Linked DNA regions of Hordeum vulgare: regions 1 and 3 are each linked to region 2. A link is a contact called in public Hi-C data. All regions are on one chromosome and are shown on one strand. Each heading gives the region's core, a stretch centred on a gene start, on an enhancer-like site or on the middle of the called end of the contact. The rest is flanking DNA. Distances are from core to core; before and after follow the strand shown. Region 1 overlaps LOC123425953 (protein LAZ1 homolog 1-like). Region 2 holds the start of LOC123425954. Region 3 holds the start of LOC123425953 (protein LAZ1 homolog 1-like).

Evidence for each region. A called contact is a pair of places that touch in the nucleus more often than the background predicts.
Region 1: a contact with region 2 is called in a Hi-C map of leaf, with 5 times the contacts expected there. The contact joins the enhancer-like site here to the promoter of LOC123425954 in region 2. A contact is called at or near these places in 2 of 6 Hi-C or Micro-C datasets (leaf and seedling) and 1 of 1 datasets of contacts at active chromatin or transcription factors (embryo).
Region 3: a Hi-C map of an unstated tissue shows a contact between it and region 2, with 10 times the contacts expected there. The contact joins the promoter of LOC123425953 here to the promoter of LOC123425954 in region 2. A contact is called at or near these places in 2 of 6 Hi-C or Micro-C datasets (leaf and an unstated tissue) and 1 of 1 datasets of contacts at active chromatin or transcription factors (embryo).

What each region holds. Positions count from the first base shown.
Region 1 is chr2H:230,269,198-230,272,075 of MorexV3_pseudomolecules_assembly, reverse strand. LOC123425953 (protein LAZ1 homolog 1-like) reads right to left here. Exons shown (of 5, transcript XM_045109730.1): 5 at 1,832-2,315. The coding sequence ends at 2,112. Among protein-coding and RNA genes, the nearest start is that of LOC123425953, 16 kb to the right of the region's middle. Within about 2 kb of position 1,270, at least 3 of the 3 cell types and tissues checked have open chromatin away from gene starts, as enhancers often do. A contact at or near this core is called in leaf and seedling, where this site is marked.
Region 2 is chr2H:231,211,815-231,214,902 of MorexV3_pseudomolecules_assembly, reverse strand. It overlaps LOC123425954, which reads right to left and starts at 1,318. Exons shown (of 4, transcript XM_045109731.1): 1 at 823-1,318; 2 at 157-243. The coding sequence starts at 885.
Region 3 is chr2H:230,252,993-230,256,003 of MorexV3_pseudomolecules_assembly, reverse strand. It overlaps LOC123425953 (protein LAZ1 homolog 1-like), which reads right to left and starts at 1,402. Exons shown (of 5, transcript XM_045109730.1): 1 at 1,269-1,402. The coding sequence starts at 1,287.

The DNA of each region.
Region 1 (2,878 bases), core at 21-2,520, 940 kb after region 2:
AGTCTATTGGCTGTGGGCACGAGAGAGAAAGGAGAGAGACCAGCGACCAACCAGGCCGAGGGAGGGGGCTGGGCTGAGGTGTCTAGCTAGGCCTAGGCCTAGGCCTGCGGTTGCACGTGATCCGAGGCCGCTTTGTCAGTCGCTTGCTCACCGACTGAATAAAGTTGCTCTGCTGCCACAAGGGAAAGCTTCGCAGTGTGAGTCCGCCTGTCGAGATTTTTTCTCCCTCCCCCTCGCCCCATTCATGAGCATGATCGCCTCTCTCTCTCTCTCTCTCTGCATCTTGGTGTCACTGTGCGATCTGGGGGCCCTGGATCGATCGATGGCCTGCCACCGCGTGCAGACAAGGTTTCCAGTTACGATACTCAGCGAGTATCGCTTTCCTTTTTTTTTTTTGAGGGAGTGCATCGCTTTCCTTTTGGCGTGCCATATGGTGGTGTCTGCCGTGGCATCATGCGCCAGTGCAGCGTTTTTTTTTTCTCTTGCCAAAATAATGATGCTGCTTAGTCATTTCGTTGGACCTTTGTGCTACACTACTACTTCTACTTCTTCTTCTTCTTCAAGAAAAATGAAACCTCCAAATCCTGCCCCGTTTCAAAAAGAAAACTGTGTTTGTGGTGAAATTTCAGGCAGCCGACGTAGTGGTAATTTCCAGCAATTCTCAGCCTCCGGTTCCTTTGGATTTGAAGTAGTAGCACAACTTCTACTACTCTGCTAGGTTCCTAGCCACAGTTCGCTTTCCTTTTGGCGTGCCATATGGTGGTGTCTGCCGTGGCATCATGCGCCAGTGCAGCGTTTTTTTTTCTCTTGCCAAAATAATGATGCTGCTTAGTCATTTCGTTGGACCTTTGTGCTACACTACTACTTCTACTTCTTCTTCTTCTTCTTCAAGAAAAATGAAACCTTCAAATCCTGCCCCGTTTCAAAAAGAAAACTGTGTTTGTGGTGAAATTTCAGGCAGCCGACGTAGTGGTAATTTCCAGCAATTCTCAGCCTCCGGTTCCTTTGGATTTGAAGTAGTAGCACAACTTCTACTACTCTGCTAGGTTCCTAGCCACAGTGGTAGGGTAGAGTAATAATGGAAGAGGGGCAAGAGGGGGAGTCTAGAGGAGACTGGGTAGGCTAGGACAAGAGGAGGAGTGAGATGAGACTTGTGACCATGGTTAAAAGCTGTAGTAGCGCTGATGAAAAGGTCACGGGACAAGGAGCCGTACTAGGAATCTACAGGAGTTGCACATGACCCCACGTACACTACACACACACCAGTCAGTGGCCGTGCCCACTTTGCCACTGTGTGCGGTCCGCTGCCCTTTCAGGTACCACCTATACCTATACAGTAGACAGACTGGACCCGAACCAATCACTTCCATGTTCCACTCTCTTTTCTCCTTTTTTCTGTCTTCGCATCTCCCTAGCGGTTAGCAGTCTCACAAATACTATGCGACCCATCCAAACCGCACCGCAACATACTATACTCTCTGGAAAATCCGAAAATGCTCAAGAACCAGGGAGCTCGTTTTCAAAATACAATTTTCTACAGCATGAAAAATATTGAAACTGTTAGTGAGCATTCATACACATGTATATCACCTATGTGCAGATTTTCTTAACAATATACTTCCACACGTCACGTACAAAACAAAAAACAAATACACATTTCTAAAATGGGCCGATTTCTGTTAGTTGGGCCGGAATACAGCCTACAAATCACAACATTTTCAGACCATCACACGATTCGTACTGTACACATATAAGTTTCCATGGAAAAAAGAAAAAAACCTTATGTAGTGTTGTGTTATGTTCAGCAAACAACAACATAGACACACCATGATTTCAGCAGGAAACCACATTTATTCAGGACTCCATCTTGGAGCGGGAAAACCCCAAAATTCTCCTTATTGGTGCATTACATAGTTTCACAGCGCAAATAACAGTGCCATTCCTGCATGTTCCTGAATCCTGGACATCTCGGTATTCTATTGTTCAACGTATAACGACTCACTCTACACATGCCCAAAAGGAAATGCATGTCCTATAGCATGTTGAATCCGTGTTCCCAGCACAAACACACAAAACCATACAAGAACAAGCTGCTTATGTTGCTTGGCGGATCATTCATTCTTCTTCTCGAATTTTGCCTTGTCAGCGCCACTGTACGGAGCAACGTGATATGCGTATTGCTGGAGAACTGAGAAGATGACCATTTCCAGGATAATCAAGACATTCTGGATTGCCTCCTGGATGTGCTCCACGTCCAGCCAGAAATGGTGAGATTGAATAAACCCTACAGCAGCCAAAACATCCAAGGCACAGCCCTGCAAAAACACAATACCGTTCAAGATTCAGGAGTTTGACCATATTTCATGTGACAAAAAGTACTCCACTGTGTTACAATTTGGAAGTGTTGTATTTAGCTATTTAATTTCCCACAGTGAACAATTGCATGTTAGAATGTCGCCGGAAGCATCCATAGACAACACGGTTCACCCGCAAGACAAGTCCACTGGAAATCTCTACTGCAACCAAGTTGTACGTTAAAAGGTTAAGCAGCGAACTGTTTTGTGCTCATAAATATTTATGGCAAGGCATGGGAAATTAAATTGCTGATGAAACTCCTAGATTGATAATCATCAGCTATAATAGCAAAATAAGGTGATCAAATATCATGCAGAACAAATCCAGAGAGTAGGTGCGAGAAGAAGCTTCATGCAAAATCATCACAAACAACATGGCAGGAACAGAAGGTCTAAACTATCAACATTACTAAACCAGTACCGCTTCCTCAACCAAATGTTCAGACGCAATCATCAAGACAAACTGGTGTACATTACATCGGTAGCATTCAGATACACAGAAATCTAACCCCATAGATATTTAT
Region 2 (3,088 bases), core at 69-2,568:
GGATATATTGACATCTGAAACTGACCATGTGACCCTGCTCGTCCTCAGCAACCATTACTAACGTTACCATACAGATACAGGGACCATTCCAACTCAGCTACGCTACCAACAGTTCATAGTCTGTGGTGAGAGTAGTAAGTAAAACTTGGCACTTACGGTCTCCGGGAGCGCGGCGGCGTCCCGCATCAGGTGGTTGCCGGCGAGCGTCGCCGAGCAGGTCTGCGCCACACCGAGTCGGGTCGCCTGGATAAGGACAAAATTACGGGAAATGAAATCAGTAGAGCAGTTCGCATTTGGCATAATGTTTACTCTGTGTGCAGCAACTCTCAAACTAATGTTTTGCTTGTGTTCCAATTCCCAATAGTAGACACTGCATAAGTACTATAACAAAACAAATCTAGGCACTGACGCCAGGGAGAGTGATGCTTATAACTTATTCATTTAGACCTATTCTCTTCAAGTTCCCAAAGAAAGAAATCTCTACACCACACAAACCGCAACGACAGGGGATTCATCGCTACCGTCAATAAGTTGGAATCGGAACAAGAACACGAGGCAACAAGAAAACGAGATTTTTCCCGTTAGGATCACGCAAATCTGCAACAATGTTGCTGGAACCTACATACTGTAGAAGATATTCTGCTTCGAGGTCCTATAATTTGCACATCCATTTATTTAATCTGGTCAACTAGAACCATCAATCATGTTTTCAACATGTTCATTCAAATCAGGCTACATGCATGAGCAGAGGAGGCATTTGCAACGCAGGTGGGTTTTGAGTGAGCTGAGTGTACGATGATAAAAAATACTTTGAAACCATACCATACCAGCGAAGACAGCACGGGGTGGGGGAGGATTGCGTTGCCGAAAACAGTTCCGGTGCATTTTATTATCCGCTCACAGAGTGTTCAGCGAAATGCCACAACAAGCCCGAGGATCTGACGAGGCCCGAGAAGGTAGGCGGTGTCAGTCGCGAAGCATGGCGGCCGGGTCCCTGGACGGCCTGAGGCCGCCGTCGCCGTCCCCGGGGAGGTCGGGCTGGTCCTCCCAGGAGGCGTAGGCGGAAGCATCGGCAGCGGCGGCGTGGTGGGAGTCCATGGCCTCCTGGGCGCGGTCGAGGTAGGGCTTGAACCCGACGCGGTAGGAGAGGTAGGCGAAGGCGGCGGCGCCCAGCACCATGATGCCCGATCGGATCGCGTTCTGCCGCGCCCGCCCGCCACCCCTCATCCCTCGTCTCTCTTGGTTCTTTGGCTATCAGGTGGGTTGACGCAGATGACACCCCGCCCGGGATGGGATGCGGCCTGGAGAGGAACGGGAGGGAGGGTAGCGGTGCGATGGGGGGAGCGGCGGGGAGAGGAAGGGTGGGATGGGGGGATCCGAGGCTGTGAACTAGTGTTTGCCAGTTTAGGCTGCCGGTGGGGTATCTCGTTTCCAGCTTTTTTTCTGTACATAGATGGATGATTGGATGGATGTGTGATGGAGAGATGGATGGATGGATGGGCGCCATGTCATTGATCCGTGGGAATGGTTCTGATTGGTTTGGAAAATCAGTGATTGAAAATAGTTTTGAAGTACTAAAAATAGAGGAAAATTTGTGAAGTATCTATCAAAAATGTTTTTCAAAAGGCACCACACAAATTTTCACTAAAGTTAGACCACATTTTACGGATGAGGACCAATTTGTATGCATTTCTGATCTTTCTAGCTATTTTTAATCATTTTCCGAGTGGCAAAAATTGATTTTTTTGTGAAGAACCTATGAAATATTTGTTGCAAAATTGGACTCCATCATTTAAAAAAAATACTATGTCATATTTAATTTACAATTGACAATATGGTTGGGTGTTAACAGATTTTAGCCACCTCTACTGAAAAAGACAAATTGCCGTCGATTTAGTAGGAAGCGGGTCAAATTTGAACTAGAGGTGCCTCATAATTTTCTCATGATTTTTTTCTGAAATCATTTTTAGGTAAAGAAGTATGTGTTTAATCAAAGATCCAACAAAAATTTGGCAAAATTCAACCCCTAGCTATGAACGGTCATGCCCGACGTTTCGACCGCATTTTGAAATGGGCATAACAAATTAAAAAAAATCAAAAAAATGCAAAACCTTCGCGTTGTGTCATAATATGTGACCAAGTTACCAGGAAAAATAATAACTTGTAATACAGTGATTATTTTAAAAAAGTGTTTTCAGAAATGGGCTATCGTGTGTGAAGATTCATGGCTTTCAAGCCAAATGATCAATCTTATGGTCACATTCATGGCATAGTTTGTTGAAACGATCTAATATTATGCACAAGGGTGCATATTCGAATGGCAAACAATGTTGATTAAGGAAGTTTTCATTTTCCTTGTATGAAAAATTCATTTTCCATTTTTCAAGTGCCCGAAATGAGTTTTTTTGTCAAGGACCTACCATATATTTGTTTCAAAATTGTACCAAATCATTTTTCTAAAATACTAGGTCATATTTAATGTACAATTGACAGAATGGTTGGAAGTTAAAAGATTTTATCCACCTCTAGTGAAAAAGACAAATTGTCGCCGATTTAGTAGGAAGCGGGTCAAATTTGAACTGCAGCTGCATTATAATTTGCTCTTTATTTTTCCCAAAAATTATTTATAGGTACATCAGTATATATTTAATAATAATTACATGGTGTGGTGGCTTGACGCCGTGGTTTGGATGGTGGTCGACGGCCCCAACTCTAGAGCGCGTGAACTTGCATGCGAGCCGCGTTGTCTCCGCGTTACCGTTGCGTTGCCACGCATTCTGGATGGAATAGGCATGTCTGGTGGGTTAGACACTCCCTCGGTAGGTGTCAGGAAGAAGAATACAATAGAACAATCTCACGAGGAGACCGAACTAAGCTCAAACATGAATTAGTAGCCAAGTGCTTGATTAGCGGTGCGGGTAATGCACATAGACAATGAGCCTAAATTTTGGGTGAGGATGATCATCTACTAAGGAGACTCTCTTGCAATTTTTTTAGCTCAAACGGATGAACCTAGGTGACACTTGCTTTGCAAAGTACCACACTATGCACAAATATGGATATAGAAGCTGGGATCAAATGAATCAAT
Region 3 (3,011 bases), core at 153-2,652, 960 kb after region 2:
CGCCGCCCCTCCTCCACTTGGCCGCCGCCCCTCCCATCTAGGGCTGCCGCACCACCTAGGGCGCACCCTCCTCCCTCTCCTCCTATATAAACCCAATGGTTTGGGGCTGTTGGACATACAATTCCACCTCTCCCTCGGCGCAGCCCTATCTCTCCTCTTCCTCATCCTCCGTAGCGCTTGTCGAAGCCCTGCCGGAGTACCACACAGCTCCACCGTCACCACGTCATTGTGTTGTCGGAGCTCTCCCTCAACCTCTCCTCTCTCCTTGCTGGATCAAGGCGTAGGAGACATCACCGGGCTGCACGTGTGTTGAACGCAGAAGTGTCGTTGTTCGACGCTTCGATCGGAATCCACCGCGATCTGAATCGCTGCGAGTACGACTCCATCAACCGCGTTCTAGTAACGCTTCAGCTTAGCGATCTTCAAAGGTATGAAAATGCTCTACCCCTTTGCTCGTTGTTGGTTTCTCCTAGATAGATCCTTCTGAAGCGTAGGAATTTTTTTGAAATTACTACGTTCACCAATAGTGGCATCCCGAGCCGCACACCCTACCGATCTTGGTTTCGCGCAGTTCTAACGGGAAGCGCCACCACCACCTCGCCCACTCTCTGTCATCACCACCATCGCCATCCACCATGGCGACCCCATCGGGCTCCTCGAACCAAGGTGAAGGTAAACCCACCGTTAATCTCTAAGCCTACTCGATCCAAAGTCTATCAGACACTGTAAACTGTATACAGGGTAAATTACTTGTCACCCCAAACAAACTTCCATAACATGTGCATTTTCTTAAAACGATGACACGATGGACAGTAAATTGCATTTGCAGGTAGGCAGGTACTGACCCGAGATAATAACACTACCAAGAACTTGACCGAAACACTACCAAATTGCAAATTCGCTCATGCCATCGCCCTCGCCGCACACAGCAAAACGGAGCAAAAGCAGAGTTAGGGCAAGAGCACGCCACCGCATGAGATGCCAGCGGCACGAACACAGACTCCTCGAGCCTGAGCGGCCGGCGCGGCTAAATCCGTGCACCTTGGCCACGGCGACCGTGCTGTTGGTGCACGAGGCGGCAGCAAAATCGGAAGCCGGCGACGGGGCGGCGCTGAAATCGGGAGACGGCGATGGCATCGAGAATCGCAAGCAGGCAAGGATGGACGCGCTAAGCGGATCAAAACAAAGAAACCCCGGAACCAAGGGATCCACCGACAGAATGAAACCGCCGGTTTGCTGTCTGCGGGGAGAGGAGAGAGAACTCTCACCTTGTTGAAGGATCTCCATGCCGGCGGAGGAGCTCAGGGGCAGAGCTTCTCTCTCTCTCTCGGTTCCTGCTCCGGTGCAGCCGTGCAGAGACTTGTTTGTTCTCCTCGCGACCCGCGTGGGAGCAGGTTTTTTCTGCGAGGGGTCATAGCGTAGAACCCTCTAACCCTCAAATTCTAAAAAATAACCGCTTTTTTTAAATTTTCGTCGACAAAACGACGTATACTAGAACCCTTAAATTCTTAAACCCGTAAAAAAATTAAAGGTCCAATCCGCAAACGTCATCGCAGCCTGTGGAAGTGAGGGTTGGGGGGAGAAACTGTCCCCGACCTGCACTCCACTTCCTCTCCAGCGCGAGAGGGAAGTTTCAGCTCCCTCCCTCGATCCGCCGCCGCTCCGCTCCGACCGCCCCGGCCGCCCATCCGCCGCCGCTTTCCCGCCCCGCCGCAGCCCCTCCGCAGCGCCGCCACTGCCGCAGCACCACGCCGCCCCTGCCGCCCCGCCGCCGCCTCGTCCCCGCCGAACCTCCGCAGCCCCGCAGCGCCGCCCCGTCCCCGCAGCCCCTCCGCAGCCCCAGCCTCCCCTCCGCTGCCGCCGGCCGACCCTCCGCAGCGTCGCCCCGTCCAGGCCGCCCCTCCCAGCGCCGCCTCCCCGGCCGGCCCTTTGTAGCACCGAAGTTTGAGGTACACATTTTTGCTATTTTGCTTCATTTTTACATTTTTGTTTCATTGGACATTACTCACAATTGTTGCCGCTCACATTGTAGATGTACTCGTTTTTGGGACAAAAAAACCTTGGTGAACATCATGAAATGTTGTGTGATTCTACACAACATGATCCTAGAGGATGAGAGAGGGTTAAACCTCCCTTGCTTCTATGATAATGTTGGTACCCGTGTGCAACCGGAAAGAAACCCTTCTCGCATACACGCCTTTCTTCAAGCACATCGTGAGATTAAGGATGCAACCATTCATGGTCGTCTCCGGGATGATCTAGTAGAGCACCACTGGCAGTTGGATGGGCGGCGTACTGGCCCATGATGTATCTTTGTTTTACTTTTCTATGTCCTATTTGATTCGAACAATTGTTGTAATTTGCTGAAACATTGTTTTATGTTGTTATTTGCTCAAACATTGTTGTAATGATTTGAATGATTATTGTTTTATTCGGTGTTGTAATAATAACTAGAATGATTATTGTTTTATGTTAAATGTGATTGAATTTGTGATATGTCATATGATGAAATGTGATGAAATGTGTGATATATGAATGACAGTTTTAAGGTTTGGGGTTGGGACAAAGACTGGAACTCTCAAACCCAACCCTTATAACGGAATATTCTATAAGGGTTGGGTTTGAGGGTTCTAGTCTTTACCCCTGTTTTTCAACCCTTAAAAGTGTCAAAAATGTGCAATTCTCAACCCTTAAAACTGGTTTTTGTTTTAAGGGTTTGAGCGTTCTACTAGAATTGCTCTTAGAAGGTCTCGGCCGGTCTACGTCCAATCAGAGCCGCATGGGCAGGGCCGAATTTAATGTTCGATCTCCATCATGTAGAGGGCCCGACAGGCTTGCCGACCTGCCGTCCATCGTCGTGAAGAAAATACCTATATGGGATTCGGATTACCGAAATTGGATTTCCTTATTGATCCATATGTCACTTAGACTTTACTTTTTTTTCCTTTCTTTTATTTGTTTGATAGGGTCTTTGTCCAAAATTACTAATTAAGAAATACTACTTTTAAAGA